Regions from separate parts of the Mus musculus genome. Here regions 2, 3, 4, 5, 6 and 7 are each linked to region 1. The links are chromatin contacts, called in public HiCAR-type, HiChIP or PLAC-seq and promoter capture Hi-C maps. All regions are on one chromosome and are shown on one strand. Each heading gives the region's core, a stretch centred on a gene start, on an enhancer-like site or on the middle of the called end of the contact. The rest is flanking DNA. Distances are from core to core; before and after follow the strand shown. Region 1 holds the start of Rcbtb1 (regulator of chromosome condensation (RCC1) and BTB (POZ) domain containing protein 1). Region 2 holds the start of Lats2 (large tumor suppressor 2). Region 3 holds the start of Sap18 (Sin3-associated polypeptide 18). Region 4 holds the start of Mrpl57 (mitochondrial ribosomal protein L57). Region 5 holds the start of Zdhhc20 (zinc finger, DHHC domain containing 20). Region 6 overlaps Micu2 (mitochondrial calcium uptake 2). Region 7 overlaps Micu2 (mitochondrial calcium uptake 2).

Region 1 (3,346 bases), core at 360-2,859:
GATTATCATTTAAGAATCCTACAAAACATCTGGGATAGAAGTAAGGTGGTGTTCTAAGGACAGATACACTCAGACCTTATAGTTCATTGGTATTCTAACCTTCTTACTAGAAAATATTTCCATAAAAAAGGAATACTGTCTCTCTGTAGGCAACCTTCAGCACAAACATTAATTGTACTCTATTTGCAGCTGCAAAACGCTTCAGAAAGACTCTGTGGTAAGGGACTCCTTTCTTCCCTATGTTCCCATAATTTTCCATTTCTATCCTCCCTCAAGTCTACCAAATTTCCATATTTTTGGTGTTGCTCTTCCATTGGCTGATAGTGAGAGTCTAGTCAGTTCTCAGTTATTGTAGTAAGACCATATAGCCCTGTTATGAAGAGTTCATAATATGTGAGATCAGGTAACAATAGATACTTAATCTCTTAGATGCAGAGTAATACATTTACCTGCATTGTGAATTTTCTGTTTTGAGTATGTAGTATTATAACTAGAGGAGTAGTTGTAGCTGAGGCTGTCTCAATGAACTTTTACAACAACTGAAGATGTTAAGTCTGCAAGAAGAATAGATGGTGTCTGACCTCAATTTTGAAAGATGAGAGACCGATGAATATTTTGGGAAATGTTAGGAAAAAAAAAAAAAAAACCAGAGCCAGAGTCATTAAACTGGTAAAAACAGATTTTACCCAGGGACTAGTACAACAGAAAGAAACATTAGGGTATAAAATAGGGCTCAATTTCTATATTGCAATAATTTCTAAGTAAAATCTGTTTTTAACCTCTTCCTCCTGTTTTTTCTTTGAGAAAGGAAATGGTGATTCTGAACATTTGAGATCAAGGCAAAAGAATGAACAAACCCTGAGAGGCCTACAGCAATTTAAGGTATATATATATATATTTAAAAATGTAATCCACCGAAAGTACTCAAGAGAAACAAGAATTCTCTATAGGGGGGAAGCACGTTGTAGTTACTATGTGCTGACAGAAAGGTTTTTGGACCGCATCTGCTTAGTGGTAAACAGAAAACAAAGGGGATTTGTATTTACCGCTGGGACCTGAAAAGGGAAAGGTGAGTCTAAACAAGATAGCTTGAATGTTGGGGTGCCAAGTGTAGACTTTGGTCTCTAGTGCCAAATGGGAGAGCCTAGGGCGGTAGGGGACTTTACAACTGATAAGCTTCTTCTGATAGACGCACAAAGCACAAAGCACAAAGCGGCCGCTCCCTTCCGGACCTCAGTTGTACCCGCTTAACACAAGAAAAGTTCTGGGCAGAGAGAGAGCTTTCAGCAGCCTTGCCTCTGCCCTCCTGACCTAGGCGTCCTGGCCTTCCTCGGACCGGGCAGAGACACGTGTCCTGAAGACCAGCGGCCTGGGATGGGCGGAGCGGGAGGAAGGCCACGCTCTGCTGCCATCCTGGGACGCCTTCGCCTTCCGGTCCTCGCGGGAGCCACTACGGCGCCCCTGCGCTGCGCCAGCAGCCCGGTCTACAACCAAACCCGAGCGGGAACCTGAGCAGACAGAGGGCGCGCGCTGCGCGGGGCGCTCCGGTGTCACGTGACGCGACCCGCCCACGTGACCGGCGGCCCGGGCGCTTGTGCTCGCTCCCGGTTTTGGGGGGGAGGAGCCGGCTACGGCTAAGGCGGCGGCGGCGCAGCGGAGTCAGGGCCTGGCCGGGCGGCCTGACAGGTAGAGCGCTGCAGGGCGGCGGTGCGGGCGAGCGAGCAGGCGAGCCGGACAGGGCCTTGTTCGGCCGCTGGCTGCTGAGTCCGCGCCCTCCCGAGGGCCGTGCGCACCAGGCGCGTTCGCGACTCCCCGGCGACGCGCACCCCGCACCGGGCACCCGCGGATTCCGTCTTGCGGGCGCTTCCCCCAGGTGTGCGGCGAGCCGAGTACGTGGCGTTGCCCGCGGCCTGCCTCTGAGGAGCTGCGCTGTCCGCCCTGCGGGGGAGGAACCCGGAGCACGCAGGTTAGCGGTGGGAGGCTGACTGCTGCAGAGCGCCGAAGCCGAGGGTTGCAGTTTTATAAGACAATACAGCTTGCTTTTAGAAACATTCATAGTCTCCCTCGCCTCTGCCCCGTTACTGCTACGAGGATTAAAGCTCGTGGTGGGCAAAACAATCGGAGTTTCTGAGACTGGCGTGCGCTGTAGCGGGCGTAGCATCAAAAGCAAGAAATGCTGGCAGGCATGAGATGATGCTTACGGGACCCTTACGGGAGTTTAGAGTGTCTTTTAAATTTTGACTTCAATTTAAATCACAACAGGATTTAGGTTCTCTTCTTCTGTGGCCTGGGTTTTACTCCATTGTGTGAATACCAGTACTTCGGGGCGGGTTTTTTTTTTTTTTTTTCCTTTCCCCCTCTTTGTGCCTATTGAAGAGGAAGTGATGCGTTAATCTTTGAAGTGTTTCTTCTGTGATTTTTAAGTCTTATGATCCGAAGTGTTAAGTTCTACGAATCTCAGAACATATACAGGAAACCAAAGCTATGAAGCTCGTAGCTTAAATTTTGTGTTCTAAGGTTTTAAACTGAGTGCCTGTGTGTACCAGAAAGTGAGAAGTCTGGGGTCTTTATCCGAGAGTCATGCAATTGAATTGCTCTTTCTGCATTTGGTACTTAAAAGGAAGCATATGAAACAAAGGTTGGGCCTTCATGCGTTTACAGGCCTGACAAGACATTGAAATACATTTTCTTTCTTAACTAGGATCTATAGTTAAAAAATTTTAAGACAGTACATTACCTTATATGTATCCAGAGATGTGATAAAAACTGCTGGACTTTAACTAGAATAGATTTCCTAACATGTCAGTTAATTAATCTACTATGTAATTTGGCTCACAATATAGACGAAAAATTTCAAGTTTTCAAGTATATCTAGGCCACAATATACGGTTTATAAGAAGTCTACAGATCGAGTTCCAGGACCATCAGAGCTACACAGAGAAATCCTGTCTTGATAACAAGCAAAACATTTACAAGCTAAGAGTGAAGAAAAATTTAGAAAATATAAATAAATATAAAGAAGAATGTACATAATCTGTAATTTTACACCTAGAGAAAACATCTTATATTTTAGAGTGTGAGTTCTATATACTTTGGAAATTTGAGGAGTTCCAGAGTTTCCACAGTAAGATTTCAGATTGTAAGAAAAAGCCACTAGCAAAAGTTTGGGCACTGAAGCTACCAAAATCTGCTTGATTCTAGAATTTAGATACTGAATATCAGTTCAAATAACTAGGCTACTGTTGTATTCTGGGAGTAGTAGATAGACTTTATCACACTCACGTACTGGAGTTCATTTGAGAAGGTCTTTTCTGAAACCTCTGAAGATGTTAGGAAAGTCTGTAGT
Region 2 (3,346 bases), core at 473-2,972, 1.5 Mb before region 1:
TCCTTCAAGCATACTATTTTTAAATAGTACGAAATATTACTTAAAAGTTTCGCGCTATTACAAGCATGAAATAAATACAAAACGTTGTGTTGGTCTAGGTTTCCCGATACAAACACAAAACCCCCACCCCCGCGTTACCCTCCCCCACATGGTTCCCCAATAGCTTTCGTTCGAGTTTAGTGTGGATTTACCAGCTCCAACCTCCATTCTACTCTCCAGTGGGTTTTAAGGGCCTAGGGCAGGCTATTTACAACACAGCATTTAAAATAACAAGGCATTTTATTGTAAACGTGTTCCCCGCCCATCATTGAAAGTCCCTCCCACCACTGAAAGTCCCTCCCACCAAGGCCGTGATTTCTCGAAGGAAAGAAATAACCCACAGCTCCAATTTACATTTATACTATTCCAACTAGATGGCGAAGCTGAAAAACTCTCAGTTCAAAACTTCGGATTCTGTAATTCTGTATAGCAGCCTCTGTTGGTACCATATGAAGCTGACATTTTGAAGTGTGGTAAAAGTTAAGCAATTTCAAAGGAACCATGGTGAATTCGTTCAACAGCGTTTTCTATACCTGGATAACCAAAATTTTACGAGAGGCTGAATACTGTAATGTATTGTTAACTATAGTTAAGTTAAAAACAGGCTTTCTAAGCAGCGTCTGCATTCCTATGCTGGAAGATTTTTTTTTTTTTGTTAGCGCCTTATTACAACAGTTGCTAAAAGGGGAGAAAAGAAAAATCACAAAAAGTAGCCTTGTCTCCAGATTTAGCACTCAAAACTGGTGAGCATCATTTACTGACCTAACCTGGGGTTAAACTAAAAATATGGAGCAAGACTTGGTACAAATTCCCTAATAAGCGGCTACATTACGGGCAAGCAGGGGAAATTTAAAGGCGTGAAAAGTCCTCGCTCAAACTTTTTTGTCAACAAAATCTGCACGTCCAGTTCTCTCCCGCTCACACTCACAGGCATAAGTTTTCACCCGGCCGCCTCCTGCACGCCGCTGGTGGCCGAAGTCGCCCGGGCGAGACCCGGGCCACGCAGGCGAGGCTCGTGCGTGACCAGCGCTACGGACTCAGGCCGTGGAGTCGCGGCGGAGGCCGGCCCGGGAGAAGTCGGCTCAAAAGAGACGTTACGCAACCGCCCCGCACCGACCGCCGGACGGCGCAGCCGGGGACGGGACACCGGACACCGGGCGGGCACCGCGCCGCCGAGGGCCAGAGGTGCAGCGCGCAAGGCCGCGAGCGCGCGTGGTGGACGGCGCGGCGCACGGAGGCCCAGGCTGGGCGGGGTCGGCGCCGCGGGACGCGGGGTCTGGGCCTCCGGACGCCGCCGCGCGAGCACAACAAAGCCGCCCCGCCGCCGCCACCCGCTGCTCCGCACCCGCCCGGGACCCAGCGGACGGGTTGTCCCTGTCCCGCAGGGCAGCTCGCCCGTGGGACCGGGCGGAGCCCTGTCCCGACAAACTTCCCGGCCGCGGCCCCTCACCTCCGGGAGCGCTCTACACCCTCGGCGGCGTCCTGGCCCGCGGCTCCGGGACCTCGCGCGCCGGGAGACCGGGCGCCGGTGGCGGCAGTGGTTGCTGACCCCGGAGGGTCGGGGGAGCCCGGGGAAGCGGCGGCGGCGCTGGCGGCGGCGGCTCCATCTTCCCGGGGCGCTCACGCCGCGGTTCCGAAGCGCAGACCCGAGCGGGACATTCGCTACATTGTTGGCATTCCACGGGCGTCACGTGACCCCTCCTCCCGCGTCACTCCCGGCCGCATACCAGCCCGGGCGGGGCGCCCGCGGCCTTGCTACCCGCCGCCCGCTCCGCCCCACGGGCCGCTTCCTGCGCCGCCTGGCTGGGCGGCCACCTGCCCTGCGCTGGGCTCGCGTCGGAAGCCCCCAGCCCGGGAGCGCCGGTTTCCCTAAACGCCTCGTACCAGTGGGTGAGAAAAGTAAGTTCACAGGCCCCGGTGCCAGCCACGGAAAGTGCAGCCGGCTGCTGAGACCCGGGCATCAAATAATAAACCGGGACGCCTGACAGCCTGGGCTTAACCGGACGCAGGCTAACCAGCTCCCTCCCTGGGCACGTTTTAGGAAAGTGCCTTATGGTTTTATAAAACACATCAGTATTGCACGAACCAGCCGAGGAGACTGGCGTTTACACTTCGGCCACTCCTTTATCCTCCATTTGGGGATTTGGTCCAGGGACAGACGCTGAGAAATAACAGCGTGGAAGCAAAGTCTTTCGTTTACTATTGGCTGTCTAACGTCACACTCCCCACCAACTTACGATCTGTGGTAAGTGATGGTGGGGACTAATAGTCTTAAAAGTCAACCAGACTTCCTCTTTAATTAGCAAACGTGACATTTGAAGTTTCAATTCCGGAAGAAATTCACAAGAGTGAAGATCATTTGTACCAGTTTTTATTTTTGTCCTCGGGAAGGAAGTCGAGCCCCCTCTCCTGTGCCAAATTCAGGCTGTCTTGTCAGAAGAACCCTTGTCAGGACTGTTTTAACTGCCTCAACAGACTTTAGTCCTGGACTGCCCCTCACCACCACCACCCCCACCCCCACCCCCACCCCCACCTCTCTAATTCCCTTAAGGCTTCTTCCAGAGATTCTCATTTCTTTGTCCTTTGAACTTTAATAATTAAGCCTCTTGCAGATTAGCCTCATTTTCTTTAGTCAGCCTGACCCTGTGTGCTACACTGACATCTTGCACCGTGATGAGAAACCAATGCATCAAGTAATATTCTGTAAAAGAGGAGTCTAGCACTCACCTGGGAACTTCCTCCCCCATCTCCCCAAGCGCACTGGCAACCTTCACTGTGTGTTAAAAGTTCCTATCTCTTGCTCTAAGAAATGTTAGGGAAGCCGGTTAGTGATGCACACCTATAATCCCAGCTCTCAGGAAAGCAGGTGATCTCTGAGTTCAAGGTCAATCTGGTTACAGAGAGAATTCCGGGACAACCATGGCTACACAGAGAAACCCGGTAGAGGGGGAAAGTAGGGGTGCAGAGGGAGGGAGGGATGGAGGAAGGGAGAGAGAGACAGAGAGACAGAGACACCAGTGCCAAGGGATCCAATGCCTTGTTCTGTGGGTAAATGCACACACACATGTGCATATGCTTAGCACAGACACACACATAAATAAAAATAAATCTTTTTTTTAAAAGAACAAAAATAACTTTCTTTTTGTCAAACAGTGGTGGCGCATGTCTTTAATCCCAGTACTGAGGAGGCAGAGGCTGGCTGACCTCAGAGTTCGAGGCCAGCCTGGTCTACTGAGTTAATTCTAGGACAGCCAGGGCTACACAGAGAAACCCTGTCCAAAAACAACGAAACAAACAAATAAGCAAG
Region 3 (3,346 bases), core at 283-2,782, 1.4 Mb before region 1:
CGACTAGGAGCACAGCAGTTTAGGGAAGGAGGTCCTAGATAGAGGATTTAGTAAGGCCTGGCTTGTCCTCGCTACAGGAGCAGCTTCTGTCTGAAGTTATGAGCATTCTACATCCTCTTAAATCTGTTTATTTTTATGCTGTGTGTATGGGTGTTTTGACTGTTTTCATGTCTGTGCACCACATGCATGCAGTGCCCAAAGGAAGCCAGAAGAGGACATCAGAGCCTCTGGAACTGGAGTTACAGGTGTTTTGAATTGTAGCCTGGTCCTCTGTAAGAACCTCAAGTGAAGAGCATTCTCATAATGTCTCTGGATATACTCCTAGCAAAGATTTTCTCTAGAGTCTATCAGCAAGAAGGGGTTGTAAGGACTAGAGGATGACTAGCAAGGAACCCTAAAGAATCCAAAGTGTGTGCCAGCTTGCCTTCTCACCGGAGTTCAGAAGTGCCAAGGCCAACAGCTGCTACTGGCAGTGTCTAATTTTTGCAGATATACTACATCCGATTTGTTTGTAAAGCAATCTATTAAAAGCAGTCACCAGATCTTTAACGAACTCTCTGGGTTAGCAGTGACATTCCGAACCTTACATGCTTACTGTCTAGATTTCATTTTTAAAGCAACTGCTTTAAAATGGAGCTATGGGGTTTATGTTTTAGTATCTATAGCATATTGTGAAGGTTTCTTTCTTCCTTCCTTCCTTCCTTTCTATCTTTCCTTCTTTCTCTCTCTCTCTCTCTCTCTCTCTCTCTCTCTCTTTCTTTCTTTCTTTCTTTCTTTCTTTCTTTCTTTCTTTCTTTTTCTGAGACAGGGTTTCTCTGTGTAGCCCTGACTGTCCTGGAACTCACTCTGTAGACCAGGCTGGCCTCAAATGCAGAAGTCAGCCTGCCTCTGCCTCCCAAGTACTGGGATTAAAGGAGTGCGCCACCACTGGCCGGCATGAAGGTTTTTTCAATCAGTCTTTCTCACTGATACTTTTGTAGTTTTTGTTTTGAAACAGGCTCTCTCCACATAGCCCTGACTGTCCTGACACTCTGAAGACCAGGTGAAGGTATGCATCACCATGCCGCTGGATTTGCCTCTCTTGAATTTTGCGTGACATAAAAAGAGCCTATTTCATTCATAGCCCCTAAACAGACAGCTTTACCCCATCATCTACAGAAAAGGTATCATTTCGCTGGCCTTGCAGTACCTTTCTGCACTGGGGGTCCATATTAACCAGTTCAGTCGGTTTATCATCACTATGACTACCTGGTTCATATTTTTACATGTCATGTGAATTTTCTTAAGTTTTTCGTGATCGCTACACATTTTCATCACTACGCATGAAAATATTACGTTAAGCTGACCTGGGCAGTGAGCACGTAAGAAAACAACTAAGAACGATCAAGACGCCTGTAGAGCACTGCGCATGCGTGTGCCCCACCCCTCTCCCCAAGGCAACACGTACGCGCGCGCGTGCGTGCGTGTGCACCCACACATACGGAAATACGCCTGCGCCATGCGATGCCCCGCCTTGCCACTCGTTTCCTATAAAACCTCGTGCCTTTCCTCGCGAGAGACGACTAGCTCATGCTCGCCGCAGGGGTCGGAGGTCAGGGCGAGCGTCTCCCGGGCCGAAGGAGGAAGATGGCGGTGGAGTCGCGCGTTACCCAGGAGGAAATTAAGAAGGAGCCGGAGAAGCCGATCGACCGCGAGAAGGTGCGGGTTGCGGGCGGCTGCGGGGCAGAGGTGGCAGCAGCGGCGAGCTGGCGGGAGGGCGGGCGCGGCCTGCGGACGGGTGGGCGGGCAGGCCAAATGGCGCGCCCGAGGCTGACTCCCTGCTTCTCCGCAGACCTGCCCGCTCCTGCTGCGGGTCTTCACCACCAACAACGGCCGCCACCACCGAATGGACGAGTTCTCCCGCGGGAACGTGCCTTCGAGCGAGCTGCAGATCTACACCTGGTGAGCCGCGCGGGACCCGGGCCTGGCGGGCTGCGTCCTCGGGGACAGCCAGGGCGGGCTCGCCCGCCGTGTGACGCCTTTCGGGAGTGGGGATGAAACGTTAGGTCAGAGTGAACTGACCGGCGTCGCTCTCGCCGTGTGGCCGCCCGGTACAAAAGGATACGTAGGTAGCTTACGGTGCGGTAGGATAAGATGGTAGAGGACGGGGAGGGAGATGGCTGTTGAGTGAACCGTGTTCGCAGAGTGGAGGCAATGGGAAGCCTCGAGCCACGCAGCACCAAGATATTAAAAAGCACCATCAACACCGAGCCCTTTCTGCCCCGGCCCTTGGTGTCAAAGCGTTTGGTGTTTGCACGGTGAGGACGGCTGTCCCAAGTGTTTCATCTCCGAGTACCTGCCTTGCTCAGGACCCACGCAGCTAGGACCGTTACAGGCTTGTCCTTTGGATTGTGTCAGGTTGACACTGTAATAGCTTTGGAAAAGCAGCAAAGGCGAATTTTAATACATTTTTGTTGCGGTGGTAAGATACACCACAAAAGAGTCCCTTTCTCGGGAAAACAGACAAACAACCCCCCATCCCCCCACCCCCATCCAAAACACGAGCTAGTGATTGAATTTATAAGGGAAAACTACTGAGTAGCGGCTGAATTTAAGCCACTCTCCACATACTAAAATTCCGTGTCCCCCAACAAATGAATTTTCCAGCTTGCCCGGACTTTGCTTAAGTGCTGCTTTTCTATTCCGTGAGCCCAGCTTTCTAAAGAGGGTTATCTCTCTGTTATCTGTAGAGATTGTTCCAGAACCACATGGATATCAAAATCTTGGAATAATCAAGTTTTTCACTTTAAAAATGTAGTGTTTACTGTACACACCTTTCAGCATATGCTCTTGAGACTTTCTGCTATAAAGCTTACCCTTCTTCTGCTAGGGCACTCAGACTGTAAAAGCTTGTTTAATTTTTAAAAATTGCCTCAAAAGAAAATCAGAGTTTATGCCAGCATTGAAGTTCACTAGGAACGATATATAAAATTTCGGAGTTAATTGCAGAATAGAGTATGAATTCTGGCCAGGTAAAATTTAGTTGCAAAAATACATAAGAAGGTAACAGTTGTCTGAAGTTTTATAACTTATTTTATTACACAGTGAACTACATACAGTTATGAAAAAATAAGATTTTACTTGAACTATGCACACTGGTGTATGTATAGTTTGTGTCAGTTTCGATATTATATCTTCCAAATTGTAATTTGTTTTTTATGTATATGTGTGTTTACCTTCATGTATGTGTGTGCCCCGCATAAATGCCTGGTGCCTACTGAGGTCACAAGTGGGTATCAGATCTCTGGGACTGGAGTTAGAAATGGCTGTGAGCTGCTCTGTTGGTGCGGGAGTTGAACTCAGTTCT
Region 4 (3,346 bases), core at 507-3,006, 1.4 Mb before region 1:
ATTAAAGAATTATTACAACATTTTCTTGTAAAACAAATAAACAAAAAGTAAATGAAGTTTGTGCAGAGGTAATGTTTTAGTGAGACTACAGACTAACAAACACTTGGTGAAAAGAACTTTTATACAGTTGAAATACTAATGAACTTTAGTATAGTATGCCGAATTAGCTCAACAACATAAACAAATAAAGCATATTTTAATTCCCTAAAATAAGAACAGTTACAAAAAAAAAGCTACAACAGTAAGTGATGTCTGTTACGAATTAAATAGAAAATACATATACTCTTTTTACTTTTCTGTATTTGAAATTTCCTACAGTACATGTTACTTTTATAGTCTCCAAAACATTTCCAAATGGAGAGTTAGTTATAAGTAAGAGGAATCTGTGTCTACGGGGTGCAATTTTTGCTTTGTTTCTGTTTTTCAAAACAGGGGTTTCCTGTATATCCCTGGATGTCCTGGAACTCGATTTGTAGATCAAGCTGGCCTCAAACTCAGAGATCTGCCAGCCTATGCCTTCTAGAGTGCTGGGATTAAAGGCAAGTGCCACTACATTCGACCTACTGGGTGCGAGACAGATTACATTTATGACATTTTATGATAATCTCAAAATCTGAACTACTTTTGCATCGATTTTTTTTCTTTTTTTTCTTTCTTTCTTTTTTTTTTTTTTTTTGGACAGGGTCTCACTAAGCCTGGTTGATTGGTCAGGTGCTAGCCTGGAACTCGCAAAAATCTACCTCCTTCAGCTTCTTGAGTGTTGGGATTCATGGCGGACGCCACTCCGTGACCTTGCAACTTTTTAAAAAAATCTCAGGCTGGGCTTGGTGGCGCACACCTTTAATCCCAGCACTCGGGAGGCAGAGGCAGGCGGATTTCCGAGTTCGAGGCCAGCCTGGTCTACAAAGTGAGGTCCAGGACAGCCAGGGCTACACAGAGAAACCCTGTCTCGAAAAAAAAAAAAAAGAAAAAAGAAAAAAGAAAAAAATCTCTAGTACAAGTTAGAAATGATGTTTAATTTTATTATTAAAAAATAAAACAAGAGGCGGGAGAGATGGCTCAGTGGCTAAGAATACTGGCTCCAATTCTGGAGGTCCTAAGTTCAATTCCCAGCAACTACAAGGTGGCTCACGACCATGTATAATGGGATCTGCTGCCCTTTTCTGTCGTGCCTGCATCCACGCAAATAGAGCATTCATATACATATATAAACAAATCTTAAAACAAACAAAAAAACAGCAGTGCCGAGTATTTGTACTTCAAATAGAGTGTTAGTGGAGAAAATGCAGATGCTTGCTTCAATAGGGGCCCATTCGAGTGAGACGAAATGACTTTACACGTACAGAAAACAGGGTTTTAGTGCGTCTTAATACAGTTGCCACTGGATGTTGTTAACAAACACCCAACCACCCGCTCGCCTGCGGCCACAAGGAGAATTTGTCCGCACAGTTTCCATCACAGATCAGCTACGCCCCTTGGACGACACCGCCCGCTGAGAACCGCACTCTCCCGCCCGCGCCCACTCACCGCTGTCCTCGCCGTCCAGCGCTCTCAGCAGCCGGGCCGTCTCGCTGTCCAGCGTGGTGGCCAGACCCCGCAGCTTACAGTGGAAACTCTGGATGGGGTTCATGCTGAGGGCCGCCGAGCCGACTGCTGACCTCCAGTCCCCTCGAACGAACGCGCTACACATTTGAATCCTGCGCAGGCGCAGAAGGCGTCTCTCGCGAGAGCGGAACTCTAGCATCAGGGCCCCAGAGAGACCGGAAGCAGCGCGCCGCCGCATCGGTCGGGGGACGCGGAGCGCCGAGGGGAGCGTGTCCCGGGCCGGTTGGTACGCGAGGTGGGTTTTCGGGGAGCCCCCACCCCCATATCCTGCAGTGTAGTCGGCTCCCGGCCACTCACTTCCGGCGAGAGGCCGAGCGTGCTCTGGATTCGGCCGCGGGATGTGGGCGCAAGCTTGGCACGCCGGTTGCTCGCTTCCCGGGTCCGGGGCTCAGCGACCGCGGCTTTCGTGTCATTTCCTCAGGAGGCACCATGTTCCTCACCGCTGTCCTCCTCCGCGGCCGCATTCCGGGCAGGCAGTGGATCGGGAAGCACCGGCGGCCGCGTACCGTGTCTTTCCAAGCGAAGGAGAGCATGATCCGTCGCCTGGAGGTGGAGGCCGAGAACCACTACTGGCTCAGCATGCCCTACATGACAGCAGAGCAGGAGTGCGGCCACGCCGCGGAGCGACGGGCCCAGGCTTTTGAAGCCATCAAGGCAGCGGCCACTTCCAAGTTCCCTAAGCATAGATACATTGCAGACCAGCTAGACCATCTCAACATCTCGAAGAAATGGTCCTAACCCTTCAAGATTATGGATACCGGACTGCTCTATCCTTACTTGGTCCTGGAGCTGAGAAAATGTAATTTATGTACCAGTGTGACCCCTTCGACCAGTATCTTATTAAAGCAAACATGATTGATTAATAGTTGTCTCATACGGAATACTTGGGACCCTACCTAGGCGTTTGTTTCACACCTGTAATCCCAACATTAAGAGGTGGAGGCAGGAAAATCTTTGCTGATGTAGTTAGTAAGACCTAGACTCAGAAGGCCAAAAGAGACTGTTTGAGGCTCCATATGTGCATAATCGGTCTATTTTCAGGGTTGTTTTTTATTTTTTCTGGCCTAAAGCTTGCAGCAGCCCTCCCTGTGCCTAGCTACTGGAATTACAGGCATGGTTCCCTGCCCTTCTGTAAAATGTGGGGTTTTTTTTTTTTTTGTTTGTCTCACTATATAGCCATAGAACTTGCTGTATAGGCTAGGCTGGCCTTGACCTCCGAGATCTACTGGCCTCTGCCTCCCAAGTGCTGTGACTAAAGGCAAGTGCCACCATACCTTGCACCTTTTAGATTTAAATGCTGTAAAACTACAAACTGATGAGTCTTAAGGCTGAGGTACTTGGCTAGAGCTTTGTTGTACAAGGGGTGTTTTCTTACTTTCTGTCTAGGATAGCCATTCTCAACCTGTTGGGCATGACCCCTTGTGGTGGTTGCAGAACCCTTTCATGAGGCTGAGTATCAGAGATTTGTATTATGATAACAGCAAAATTACAGTTGTGAAGTAACAATGAAAATAATGTTATGGTTGGAGTCACCACAACATGAGGAACTGTATTAAAGAGTGTAAGGGAGGTTGAGAACCACTGCTCTAGAATAGAGCCTGCCTTTGATTTCACAGCATTCTGTAAGTGGAAGTAGGATCTGAAGTGTTAGGTCAACTTCCATGCAAATTTGAGGCCAGCCTGAGATAGATGAGACCATTTCCCAAAAGAAGAGTGTTTTCTTTTAGAATTTGGATTCTGT
Region 5 (3,346 bases), core at 286-2,785, 1.3 Mb before region 1:
GGCTCTACCATTTTTGAGTGATTTATTTATTATTATACGTAAGTTCACCGTAGCTGACTTCAGACGAACCAAAAGAGGGTGTCAGATCTCTTTATGGGTGGTTGTGAGCCACCATGTGGTTGCTGGGATTTGAACTCAGGACCTTCGAAAGAGCAATCAGTTCCCTTACCCGCTGAGCCATCTCACCAGCCCGATTTTTTTTTTTTTTCATTCTTGTATTTACCCCGTATGTTTTTCCCCAAAGAAAATCTGTCCTTCAGATAACCGAGGGCTCTGTCTGAAAATTAAAACCACATCACTTCTGGGAAACCAAGGGACTGCTTTTTCTTAGGGTTTTATTTAATAATGCTGACGGGAGACGAACACAGTAAAGAGCCAGTAGGTATAGAACGCACACTCAAAGCTTACAGGCAATTATTTAGTATCACTGACATAGTAATGGCCTAGGGTGTTAATGACAATGAACCAATCGGCTAAGTCATGTAAGTATAATGCAACGCTATTCCTTTATCCCAGGAAATCAGGTAAGAACCATACGGTAAAAAAAATTAAATAAGAAAAATAGCAAAAGTAAAACTAAACCAAAGCCCTAAAACTAAAGGTATAAGCAATACAAACCTACAAAGTAAACAGGCAAAAAAAAAAAGTCATTGAGCTTGCACCTCTCTTGTTCAATTCCTTGTGCCTCAAAACAACATTTTGTGTAAATCCAGCACTGAGACCCCCAGATGAATATTAAAAAGGGTCAAATACAGCTCAGACCAGGGGCTGAGCCCACACTGCAGACCCGGGAGACACACCTCCCTCCCAGGCCCCCAGGCTGCTTTCAGCTTACGCGCTTCTTCTCGCGCAGTTTGGGGAGCAACAATCTGGGAGGAAAAGATTTCTTTGTGCGTGTGTGCGTGTGTTTTAGCCAAACTGACCTCACAAGCCGTCTCAGAAGGGGTTCTCTAGTTCAAAAGGAAAGGCCTTTGTGAGCATTCCGTCACAGAAGGGTGGGAGCCCCAAGGCGACTGCAGCCACCCGGAAGCTTGGAGCGTGGGCGGCGCGCAGGCCCGAACTCGGGACCCCTCGAGCAGCGAGCCGTGGGCAGAAACCCACGGACAGGGGCCCCCACCGCCGGAGAAGCGCGGGCCGGAACCCTCGGACGTGGAACCCACGGGCTGGGGAAGCGCAGGCCGCCCCGCGGAATCAGAACGCGGCGCCGAGGCCTCGGCCTGCCACCCGCGGCCCGGCCCGCCGCCCGCGCCTCCCGTACTCACTCACGCACAGCTCCACCACGTACGCGTAGTAGGACCAGACGACCACAAAGGTGATGAAGAGCACCGGAACCCAGCCCACCACGCGTTGGCAGCAGCGCCAGAGTGTCCAGGGCGCCATGTTCCTCTGCTGACTGCCGGGTCCCGCTGCCCACGATTCTGTAGGACCACAAGACCCCAGCGGCCCTGTCGCCAGCTTCCCCGCCCCCGAGGCTCCGCCGCCGCAAGCAGTGGCGAAGGGCGACGCCACAACTCCGCCCCTCCCTGCGCCTGGCCCGGGTCCGCCCCTGACCCCGCCCTCGGGCCCGCCTCCGGGCCCGCCTCTCATCCCGCTGCGAGCTGTGAAGGGCGACGCTGCAACTCCGCCCCTCCCGGCGCCTGGACCGGGTCCGCCCCTGCCCCGCATCCTGCCGCTCCGCCCCTAGTCCCGCGCCTGGCAATCCCCGTAGGGGGTGGGGCTACCCGGCCGAAGGAGGCGGGGCCTGAAGTTGGGGCGGGGCTTCTGCTCAGGCCCGCCCATGGGATTTGGGGGTGCCTTGGTGGAAAAGAGAGGAGAGTGCTAAGGATGTGTAGGAGGCCATCTAGGACTGGGTGACGAGAGGGATGGGGATGCGCAAGGGGAGAGGAATGAATTCTTAGCTGCCCTGTGTGCCTTGGGTGGCACTCTGTATAACACTCTTCCCCTAGGTCTTTCAGGACCCATACAAGTCGGGTTCCCTATTACATAAGGCTGTGCATCACTCAAGCGTGCAAGCAAGAAAAATATTATATATACTTAAATATAAGACTCCTGTGACTATAATGTGTCTCCAATGAAGAATCCCCTGGGATAATTTGGTCCACGTATCGCTCTCTCCACCATGTTTTGTTTGAATTGGTAGGAGCCTGAGATTTAAGGTGGAAGCCATATACAACAGGTCAGTTTGATTTGGAGTCCACATTTAAGGTTACACCATGAAAGCAGAATATAGAAACAGCCCTTTCCTGGAGTGGGATTTTCAAATATTTACAGCTGGAGATTGCTAAGTAATGACTGCAATCTTAGAATCTAGAAGCCTTGCTGTGAAACATCATAATGTACAATCATTAGGAATAATTTCATACATTCTTTTAAAACACAGTACATTCATTTATTTACATTCTATGTGCGGATGTGCATGGACCACTGCTCATGAGGATGTGTGGCCCAGGGGTTGTCTGAGGACAAATGAAAAGTTTTTAAGTTTGGTTTGGGTTGGTTTGGGTTTTGGCCCTGGGCATAGTGGCACATGCCTTTAATTCCACACACTCAGGAGGAAGAGGACAGTGGAACTCTGTGAGTTTGAGGTCAGCTAAAACAGACTATTTACTAAAGTCTCCAAGAAGAAGGTAACTGCTATTATAGTATGATAAAGACTTAGTAAAATGAGTATTAATATTTAGTCACCATACACTACTGTTACATTAAAGTAACATGTATACAATAAGAAAATTGCAACATGCCCTAAAGATGACATTAGGACCCAGAAGTGCACACCTTTAATACCAGCACTTGGGAGAGAGAGGCAGGTAGATTTCTAAGTTCAAGGCCAGCCTGGTCTACAAAGTGAGTTCCAGGACACCCAGAGCTACACAGAGAAACCCTGTCTAGAGAAAAAAAAAAAAAAAAAAAAGCAAACATATTCTGACTTCAAATTTTTGACTACATATTAGTGGCAAAATTGACCCAACTCTAGGGCACTAAGGTGGGTAAAATTCAGCTATTTTCCCAGAAAAACTGTCTCAAAGAATTAAGATACAACATGGAATCTGGAGGCTAAGGATGGAGCCCAGTGGAAGACCACATAAAACTCATGTGTGGTGATAGGTTCAGTTCCCAGTGAGGTGTGTGTGGGTGGTGGGTGGTTTTGACAGAATTAGGACTGACAGAAAAACTAGTATTAAGAATGCTGTCTCAGGGGCTGGAGAGGTGGCTCAGTGGTTAAGAGCACTGACTCCTCTTCCAAAGGTCCTGAGTTCAATTCCCAGCAACCACATGGTGGCTCACAACCATCTGTAATGGGATCCAATGCCCTCTTCTGGTGTGTCTGAAGATAGCTACAGTGTAT
Region 6 (3,346 bases), core at 527-3,026, 1.3 Mb before region 1:
ACAAACAAAACCGGGCTGGTGAGATGGCTCAGCAGGTAAGAGCACCCGACTGCTCTTCCAAAGGTCCAGAGTTCAAATCCCAGCAACCACATGGTGGCTCACAACCATCCGTAACGAGATCTAGCGCCCTCTTCTGGAGTGTCTGAAGACAGCTACAGTGTACTTACATAGAATAAATAAATAAATCTTAAAAAAAAAAAAAAAATTTAAAAAAAAAAAACAAAAAAACAAACAAAACCCAGGTTAAAAAGCTTTTTCCAGTAAAAAGAAATCAGAGAGAAAAACTTCCTCCTTCAAGGGCTGATTTCTACCTCTTTTTTTTTTTTAAAGATTTATTTATTTATTATATGTAAGTACACTGTAGCTGTCTTCAGACACTCCAGAAGAGGGCGTCAGATCTCCTTACAGATGGTTGTGAGCCACCATGTGGTTACTGGGATTTGAACTCCTGACCTTCGGAAGAGCAGTCGGGTGCTCTTACCCACTGAGCCATCTCACCAGCCCTGATTTCTACCTCTTCACCCCTCTCCCCTCAGTCTCAGGAGTGGCTGGGTTCCAGGTACACACAGACACGTTCAAAGCTCTTAATCTGAAGGTATGTTCTTCCGCGTTTTGTCTCGGCAGGGCCCTAGCGCCCTCCAGTCTGTGCGCATGCGTCTACTCAAGCTGCACTGCTCTCAGCCTCTGTGGGTCTTTGTGGAATAACCAAAGATTTATTTGTAAAACTGCAACAAATGAAAAAAATTCTTTTCCCTATGTGTATGGTGTTATCTGTGCACCACTTGCATGCCTGGTGTCCACGGAGGCCAGAAGGTATCAGATTCTCTGGACGATGTTGGCAGGAAGGGCGACCCCTCTTCTGATCTCACTGCACCAACAATGCCTCTGTGCTTCCAAAAATACACGGCTCCCACAAAAGCGGCCGTGCACCCACACCACACAAACTGCCAGGCTGAACCCGGGAACAAGCTCTTCACACAGTTCTGCACGTTGCTTTCTTTTTTTTCCACAGTGAATTTGTCATCACAGTTGTGAAACAAGGAGAATTTCTTTGTGTATCATATCATGATCTTAAAACAGGCATGGAATACAATCCTTCTGATGTCTCCTTCTTACTGTTCACCACACTGAGGGCGAACTCAGAAGCTTGTGCACGCTAGGCTCTTCTGATCGGTAAAAATGGCATCTCATTACCACCTGACCTTGGACCACCTCAAAATGAGGTTCGACACTGTGATTTCTCTCCTTGTGACTTCATGTCCTGCCCTGGCAAGGGTTACCCTTGCTGTGATGCAGCACTACGACCAAAGCAACTTCGGGAGGAAAGGGCTTACTGGCTTGGTTCTCATGGCTTGCTCAGCCTGCTCTCTTATAGAACCCAGGACCAGCAGCCCAGGGATGGCACCACCCACAATGGGCTGGGCCCTCCCCCAACAATCGCTGAGGAAGTAAATGCCCTATGGACTTTCGTACAGCCTGATCTTATGGAGGCATTTTCTTACGTGAGGCTCTCTCCTCTCAGATGACTTTAGCTTGTGTCAAGCTGATATAAAACTATCTAGCACAGGTCCTTTCCTCACGTGTCTGGTGTGCTGCTGGGTGGCCTCTTGCTGTGGGAGACAACACTTCTTAAATATCTTTTCAACAGAGGCACAATTGCCTTGTTTGGTTCCTGAACATCTTTCCATAGATGGATGTATCATGGGCAGCCTTGAATACATAGTGTTTTCCCCAGACAGAGGACGGCTTTGTTTCCTGCCACACATTGAAAACAATGCTTGCTTCTGCAGCACAGGTCAGGACACGCTGCTTCCTGCCTCTTCTGAAAGACAGCGGGTTGGGCTGTGTATGAACACACAGCAGCTTTCCTCTGGGACTCTCAGAGCAGCTGCTATGGGCAAGGGGAAACCTTCCCAAACAGGACGCTCATACTATTGTTGTGTGATGAGTATTAGTTTTTTTTGTTGTTTTTTATTTTGTTTGTTTTTGGTTTTTGGCTCTGACCCAATAATCCTGCATCTTCTGTAAGCATCCATTAAATTGTGCAGGGTGATTTGGAAACAGATGAAAGTTTCAGATACTTTGTAGAGATCAACAGACTAGCCTGTAAAGCTCTCTGATACTGAATAGGGAAGTCTTGGGTCCTTTAAGTGTTTTGTAGTCACAGATTTAAAAAGAATCCATTACATCGTAATTTGCCCCAGCTGTCAGCCTGACACAGCCCAGGAGAAACATTTATATGTATAATATCTGACTTCCTATTCTCTAATACTAGGAACGTCTCTGGGATTACATAAGTTTCCTTTGTATCTAAGCAAAGTTGTAAATTTTCCTTGTTTTTAATGTAAAAATTTTTGTTTTCTGAGACAGGGTTTCTCTGTGTAATCCTGGGTGTTCTGGAACTTGCTCTGTAGACCAGGCTGGCACTGAACTCAGGATCTATCTGCCTCTGCCTCTGGGATGCTGGGATTAAAGAAATGCACCATCTTCGTAAACACTGCCCCCCCCCTCCGCCCCCACAGGGGCTAATCCACCTCCCTCTGATAATCCTGAGTTATTATTTATTAAATGTTATATTTCATCTTTGCTGCCCTGGACCCAGTTGGACAGCATTCCCCTCCACTTACATGGGCTACTGCCTCTGTCTGTGCTGCCCAGCCTTTGGCTGCCAGTATCTTTATTTACCAATGAGAACCAATTTGGGGCAGGGTCCCTCAATGTCTCATGTGTGGATATACAAATTCCTATGCAAACAATTCTGGGGATCCAAGTTAACATAAGAATAGAAACAGCCACAGCTGAGGTGAAAGGTCACTTGAGCTCCCAAGTATAAGATCCGTCCACACAGTATGGCAAGGCACTTATTCAAAACAAACACAAATAAAACAAACACACACCACTTGAAATCCACACACAGTTTGTAGAACTATTTGAGAAGGGTTAGGAGGCGTGGCTTATTGGAGGAGGTGTGTCATACTTTGAGGTTTCAAAGACTGCAATGTCCCATGTGCTTCTCTGTCTCCTGCCTGTGGATTAAGATGTGAGCTCTCAGTTGCTCTTCACCCCATGCCTTTTCTTTGTTGTCAGGAGCCATTCTGCCTGCTTCTGTGAAAGCCTACCTGCCAGGCAGAGTTTCCTGGCAGATTTCCTGGCCTGCTGACCCATGGAATGATAAGAGGAGATGCACTTGAAGCTCAAGGCAAGGGGCTGAGCTCTGTTAATCTTGGAGGAAGGAACAGGGAGGAATAGGGAGGCCTCTGGATTGGTACAGATATCAAATGTACATCAGCCATTGTCTCTGCTGGCTTGTGACTTTGCTTCCCTCCATACTGTAAAGTATTTAAAG
Region 7 (3,346 bases), core at 513-3,012, 1.2 Mb before region 1:
TCTATGTGAGCAAAAAATTCAGTGCACTGACACATCGATTTGGGATTTCAAGACATTGAGAAAAATATGACCGAAGTCATATTCTAAGATTAAATCCATTGCTTACAAAATTAGTAAGTTATCCTAAGGCAAATGATTAAGGCTGCTGCCCATACCTAAAGTCCTTGTAAGCACCAGGGTCGCTTCAGTGCTAATGGCGCTGATCAGCACCTGAGGAAGCTGGAGGCTCGGGTGTACTGGTCCCACTTCCTAGCCACATTGGGTTTTGTGTTTTACTCTCATTTTATAGAAGAATCCAGGAAATAAAATCTGGAGTCACTGGATCCAAATGCTAGTTTTCTTCAACCCAAACAAAACAAAAACCAGCACAATGCACCTTCCTGAAGACAACTCACTCTTACTTAAAGCAAAAAGTCATTTAAAAAATTTACAAATTCATGAGCTCAGTAAGTAAAAGTTCTTAATTGTTTCTAACTTCCCCAAAAACCTAACACCCAAAGTTAAACAGCCATGCTAAAAATGTAAGATTTTAAGCTTGCCTTAAAGGATTTTCATACAGTACACTTGTGTCTGAAAGTGCAGGGTAACCCAGGCAGACCCAGGCTCTTCTTGCAGGGAGAACAGTGTGGTGCATGAGTTCACCGGTGACCTCCCGAGCCACGGCAGATGGTGGAGCTGCCAGGCACAGGCTACTAATGGCTTGACTTGGAGGGCCACCCCTACTGCAGTTTGCACTTGTGAGGTGGTGAGGGACAGATGAAGGGGTGTCTGCTTCTGGTTTGTACAAAGCCAAGGAAAAACAAGTACTTCCTATTCCTACTGATGTCCCCATCACTGTGCCCACCAAAGGCCCAAAGTCAGCCTTTTCCTCCCATGTCCTGTCCAGGCCAGGGCCAGAATAACTGTGACCTAGGAACTATGAAGCTAAACTGGCAGATACCCCAAAATGAGAGAACAGATGAAACAAAAGGCACCCCCAACACACTTGGATATAACTCCCAACCTGAGCACAGGGAGAACCCCCAAGCATATTTAGGCCATAGGATATGTCCCAGTGTAGTCAGCTGCACTTTACATGTACTCAGTTACTATATAGCAGATGCTACTAACACTGCTATGTTCTTCAACTGATAGCATAATGCAAAGAGAAAAGTACTTAGGTCAGGATGGATAGAATCAGGAAATACAGTCACATCATTTTTTGGTAAATAACATAATTAGCTAGAATGTCTGTTTAAAATCTAAGATAAGGCCTATACAAAATTCTGTGGGGGAAAAACTAAGGCAAAGGCAGCAGGGATCAATGAAAACTACATTTCAAAAGAAAATGGGAGATTCTGAAGTCAGTGAGGCAAATGGATGTCTCGAGAGCACAGCAGTCACACTGGAAAACAGATCTGTCTGGTCAAGTTAAATAAAAACAGAGAAAAAGACCACTATAAATCAAATGGGAAAATATTTTTTTTCTCACTGGCCTGTATGTGTGCATGCATGTTTTAATAAGTTTACATCTCATGAGAGACTGATCAATTTTGGTCTTTTAAAATAGGCTTTCAAATATGATATATTGCTGGATTCAACCTTGTAAAGCTTGTTTAAACACACACACATGTACACACACACACACACACACCCTCAAAAAGCTATAGTACAGGGCTAGACAGAATTAGCTCTAAGAATTCTTAAAATGGCCAGTAAGATGGCTGTGCAGACAAAACTGCTTGCTGCCAACTCTTATGACCTGATTAAATCTGCAAAGCCTACACTGCAGAGGGAAAAAGCTGTCTCCTGCTAGCTGTCCTCTGGCCTCCATGAGATTATATCCTTCTCAAGCCCATAGAACAAAATGTTAACAAACAAACAAACAACCCAGAGCCATATTGTCCTTGTACTGTAATGTGTGGCATTGAGGGTGGCAGCAGCAACAGCAGGAGGAGGAGGAGGAGTGGACTCTGTCTGTACATCCACTCATCGTGTATTAGCACTAAACTTATTTAACCTGGGAGACTGGAAATTTTTGTCTCTTCTTACTTCAACCTGTTTGTTATAAACAGAACGATTCCAGAAGGAATGGATAAACACCACTAATCTTACCCTTTATCTGAACAAGGTTTCACAAGGTGCTTCTACAAATCGACTCTGTTGGCCAGTGTATACGGTTACATATAAATAAGAGGACTCTACTGCAAAGCAGCTGTCTGAGGAGCCAGCTCCTAGGGAAGGAAGAGGGAGGGATAGAATGCAGGGCTGAGATCAAAGGGCTGCTCGGGGCCTGCTGGAGGCTGTTACCCTAAACCTAGGGAGAACCTTCAGAGACTTTCTAGGTGGAAGATGGTGAGTGGCGGTGAAATTCTTCCCATCACCCCCATGACTGCTCCTCAAAGCTGCATCTAAGACTAAATATGTGGGAAAGAAGGAACCAAAAAGAAAAAAAAATGCTGGAATTTGGGGCAATACTGCCCATGTGAGACCTGCCCACATGGTTCTAGTTATATACAAAATGCTCCATGGATTTCAAGGATTACGTGTAATGCAGTAAAAAATGTGACAAAGGAATTAAGAGCAGTGAGTGATGGGAAGTGGATGAAAGAGATCTTTGAAAGCTGATGACTTCTGTTAAAACATTTCACTCATTTATTGCCTTTAAAGCAACAGGTGCTTCACCCTTCTGTCTCTACTTTTTATCCATGAAGTGACAAATTACAAAAAGTAAGTTCTCTGCTCTTTGTTGAACATTCTTTGGCCTCTGCTTTTCTCAAGAATAAAGTGGGAACAGGAAGGGCCTTTCTTACAGTATTACAGCTTTCAGAATGTCCAACACACACACACACTGCGTTAGACAAAATGTAGTAAGTAAGACCTATTCATTTGGGGCCCTTATTTTGGAATTGGTAATAATCTGGATGAAATAAAATTGCTTTGCCTCTGAACATTCTGTACCACGACTGAATGTCTTCTCTTAAAGAAAACTTTACGATTGGAAATTTTCACTCATTACAAACTTTCTACTTTGTTCCGGATGAAGGAGATTTTATTGTATATGAAACAAAATACTCCAGACTAAATTAGAAATCTTCACTGCATGAGTTATGTCTCATGGTAAATTCTACAGTGACAGAGCCTTGGCCAAGGAGACAAGGCTATTCTCAGAACCCTGGGGCACTGGGCACGCCTCTGGTGCTTTGCTGTTGATTGTCTAGTGATGGCATTCCAGACTTCTCTTGAAGCAGGAGAGTGAAGGTGGCTTTCCGTAGACAGGCACAGTAAGAAGAAATGGCTATGTGTTATACGTTGTTATGTTTTATTCCTGTTGGTGTAACACGCACATTCTCATGTACTTCATCCC

Evidence for each region. Promoter capture Hi-C pulls out the DNA fragments that hold promoters and counts their contacts. HiCAR-type assays count read pairs that join an accessible place to other places. HiChIP or PLAC-seq counts read pairs in DNA pulled down with a chosen protein or histone mark.
Region 2: a contact with region 1 is called in a promoter capture Hi-C map of embryonic stem cells, with 4 times the contacts expected there. The contact joins the promoter of Lats2 here to the promoter of Rcbtb1 in region 1. A contact is called at or near these places in 10 of 39 promoter capture datasets (cranial neural crest, embryonic stem cells, hippocampal neurons and 4 more), 5 of 115 datasets of contacts at active chromatin or transcription factors (astrocytes, embryonic forebrain, embryonic stem cells and 2 more) and 1 of 9 other capture datasets (embryonic stem cells).
Region 3: a contact with region 1 is called in a promoter capture Hi-C map of pre-B cells, with 4 times the contacts expected there. The contact joins the promoter of Sap18 here to the promoter of Rcbtb1 in region 1. A contact is called at or near these places in 10 of 39 promoter capture datasets (3T3-L1-derived adipocytes, cranial neural crest, frontonasal cranial neural crest and 6 more), 2 of 484 Hi-C or Micro-C datasets (olfactory sensory neurons and uterus) and 4 of 115 datasets of contacts at active chromatin or transcription factors (astrocytes, embryonic forebrain, embryonic stem cells and 1 more).
Region 4: a contact with region 1 is called in a promoter capture Hi-C map of liver, with 5 times the contacts expected there. The contact joins the promoter of Mrpl57 here to the promoter of Rcbtb1 in region 1. A contact is called at or near these places in 7 of 39 promoter capture datasets (cranial neural crest, embryonic stem cells, hippocampal neurons and 3 more), 1 of 484 Hi-C or Micro-C datasets (B cells), 5 of 115 datasets of contacts at active chromatin or transcription factors (astrocytes, extraembryonic endoderm stem cells, large pre-B cells and 2 more) and 1 of 9 other capture datasets (pancreatic islet).
Region 5: a contact with region 1 is called in a HiCAR-type map of astrocytes, with 5 times the contacts expected there. The contact joins the promoter of Zdhhc20 here to the promoter of Rcbtb1 in region 1. A contact is called at or near these places in 12 of 39 promoter capture datasets (the 3T3-L1 cell line, 3T3-L1-derived adipocytes, cranial neural crest and 5 more), 5 of 115 datasets of contacts at active chromatin or transcription factors (astrocytes, embryonic stem cells, epiblast stem cells and 2 more) and 1 of 9 other capture datasets (adipose tissue).
Region 6: a contact with region 1 is called in an H3K27ac HiChIP or PLAC-seq map of differentiating embryonic stem cells, with 6 times the contacts expected there. The contact joins the enhancer-like site here to the promoter of Rcbtb1 in region 1. A contact is called at or near these places in 10 of 39 promoter capture datasets (the 3T3-L1 cell line, 3T3-L1-derived adipocytes, cranial neural crest and 5 more), 1 of 484 Hi-C or Micro-C datasets (embryonic stem cells), 8 of 115 datasets of contacts at active chromatin or transcription factors (the NIH/3T3 cell line, differentiating embryonic stem cells, embryonic forebrain and 3 more) and 2 of 9 other capture datasets (adipose tissue and embryonic stem cells).
Region 7: a contact with region 1 is called in an H3K4me3 HiChIP or PLAC-seq map of embryonic forebrain, with 9 times the contacts expected there. The contact joins the enhancer-like site here to the promoter of Rcbtb1 in region 1. A contact is called at or near these places in 12 of 39 promoter capture datasets (the 3T3-L1 cell line, 3T3-L1-derived adipocytes, the C10 cell line and 7 more), 5 of 115 datasets of contacts at active chromatin or transcription factors (embryonic forebrain, embryonic stem cells, hepatocytes and 2 more) and 1 of 9 other capture datasets (adipose tissue).

Annotation. Positions count from the first base shown.
Region 1 is chr14:59,199,619-59,202,964 of GRCm38.p6, forward strand. It overlaps Rcbtb1 (regulator of chromosome condensation (RCC1) and BTB (POZ) domain containing protein 1), which reads left to right and starts at 1,610. Exons shown (of 12, transcript NM_027764.2): 1 at 1,610-1,966.
Region 2 is chr14:57,744,401-57,747,746 of GRCm38.p6, forward strand. It overlaps Lats2 (large tumor suppressor 2), which reads right to left and starts at 1,723. Exons shown (of 8, transcript NM_015771.2): 1 at 1,490-1,723. It overlaps Gm52140, which reads left to right. Exons shown (of 3, transcript XM_030248241.1): 2 at 895-1,938. The coding sequence ends at 1,912.
Region 3 is chr14:57,796,657-57,800,002 of GRCm38.p6, forward strand. It overlaps Sap18 (Sin3-associated polypeptide 18), which reads left to right and starts at 1,533. Exons shown (of 4, transcript NM_009119.3): 1 at 1,533-1,698; 2 at 1,832-1,941. The coding sequence starts at 1,570. It overlaps Mir3077 (microRNA 3077), which reads left to right and starts at 1,768; the gene lies at 1,768-1,831.
Region 4 is chr14:57,824,483-57,827,828 of GRCm38.p6, forward strand. It overlaps Mrpl57 (mitochondrial ribosomal protein L57), which reads left to right and starts at 1,757. Exons shown (of 2, transcript NM_026401.2): 1 at 1,757-1,840; 2 at 2,027-3,346. The coding sequence starts at 2,035. The coding sequence ends at 2,343. Ska3 (spindle and kinetochore associated complex subunit 3) reads right to left here and starts at 1,681. Exons shown (of 9, transcript NM_198605.3): 1 at 1,528-1,681. The coding sequence starts at 1,630.
Region 5 is chr14:57,888,801-57,892,146 of GRCm38.p6, forward strand. Zdhhc20 (zinc finger, DHHC domain containing 20) reads right to left here and starts at 1,536. Exons shown (of 13, transcript NM_029492.5): 1 at 1,263-1,536. The coding sequence starts at 1,380.
Region 6 is chr14:57,920,160-57,923,505 of GRCm38.p6, forward strand. The region is part of intron 9 of Micu2 (mitochondrial calcium uptake 2); the gene reads right to left. Among named protein-coding and RNA genes, the nearest start is that of Zdhhc20, 31 kb to the left of the region's middle. Within about 2 kb of position 1,777, at least 76 of the 459 cell types and tissues checked have an H3K27ac peak or open chromatin away from gene starts, as enhancers often do. A contact at or near this core is called in differentiating embryonic stem cells and stem cell-derived neural progenitor cells, where this site is marked.
Region 7 is chr14:57,976,104-57,979,449 of GRCm38.p6, forward strand. All of the region lies in intron 1 of Micu2 (mitochondrial calcium uptake 2), which reads right to left. Among named protein-coding and RNA genes, the nearest start is that of Micu2, 21 kb to the right of the region's middle. Within about 2 kb of position 1,763, at least 19 of the 459 cell types and tissues checked have an H3K27ac peak or open chromatin away from gene starts, as enhancers often do.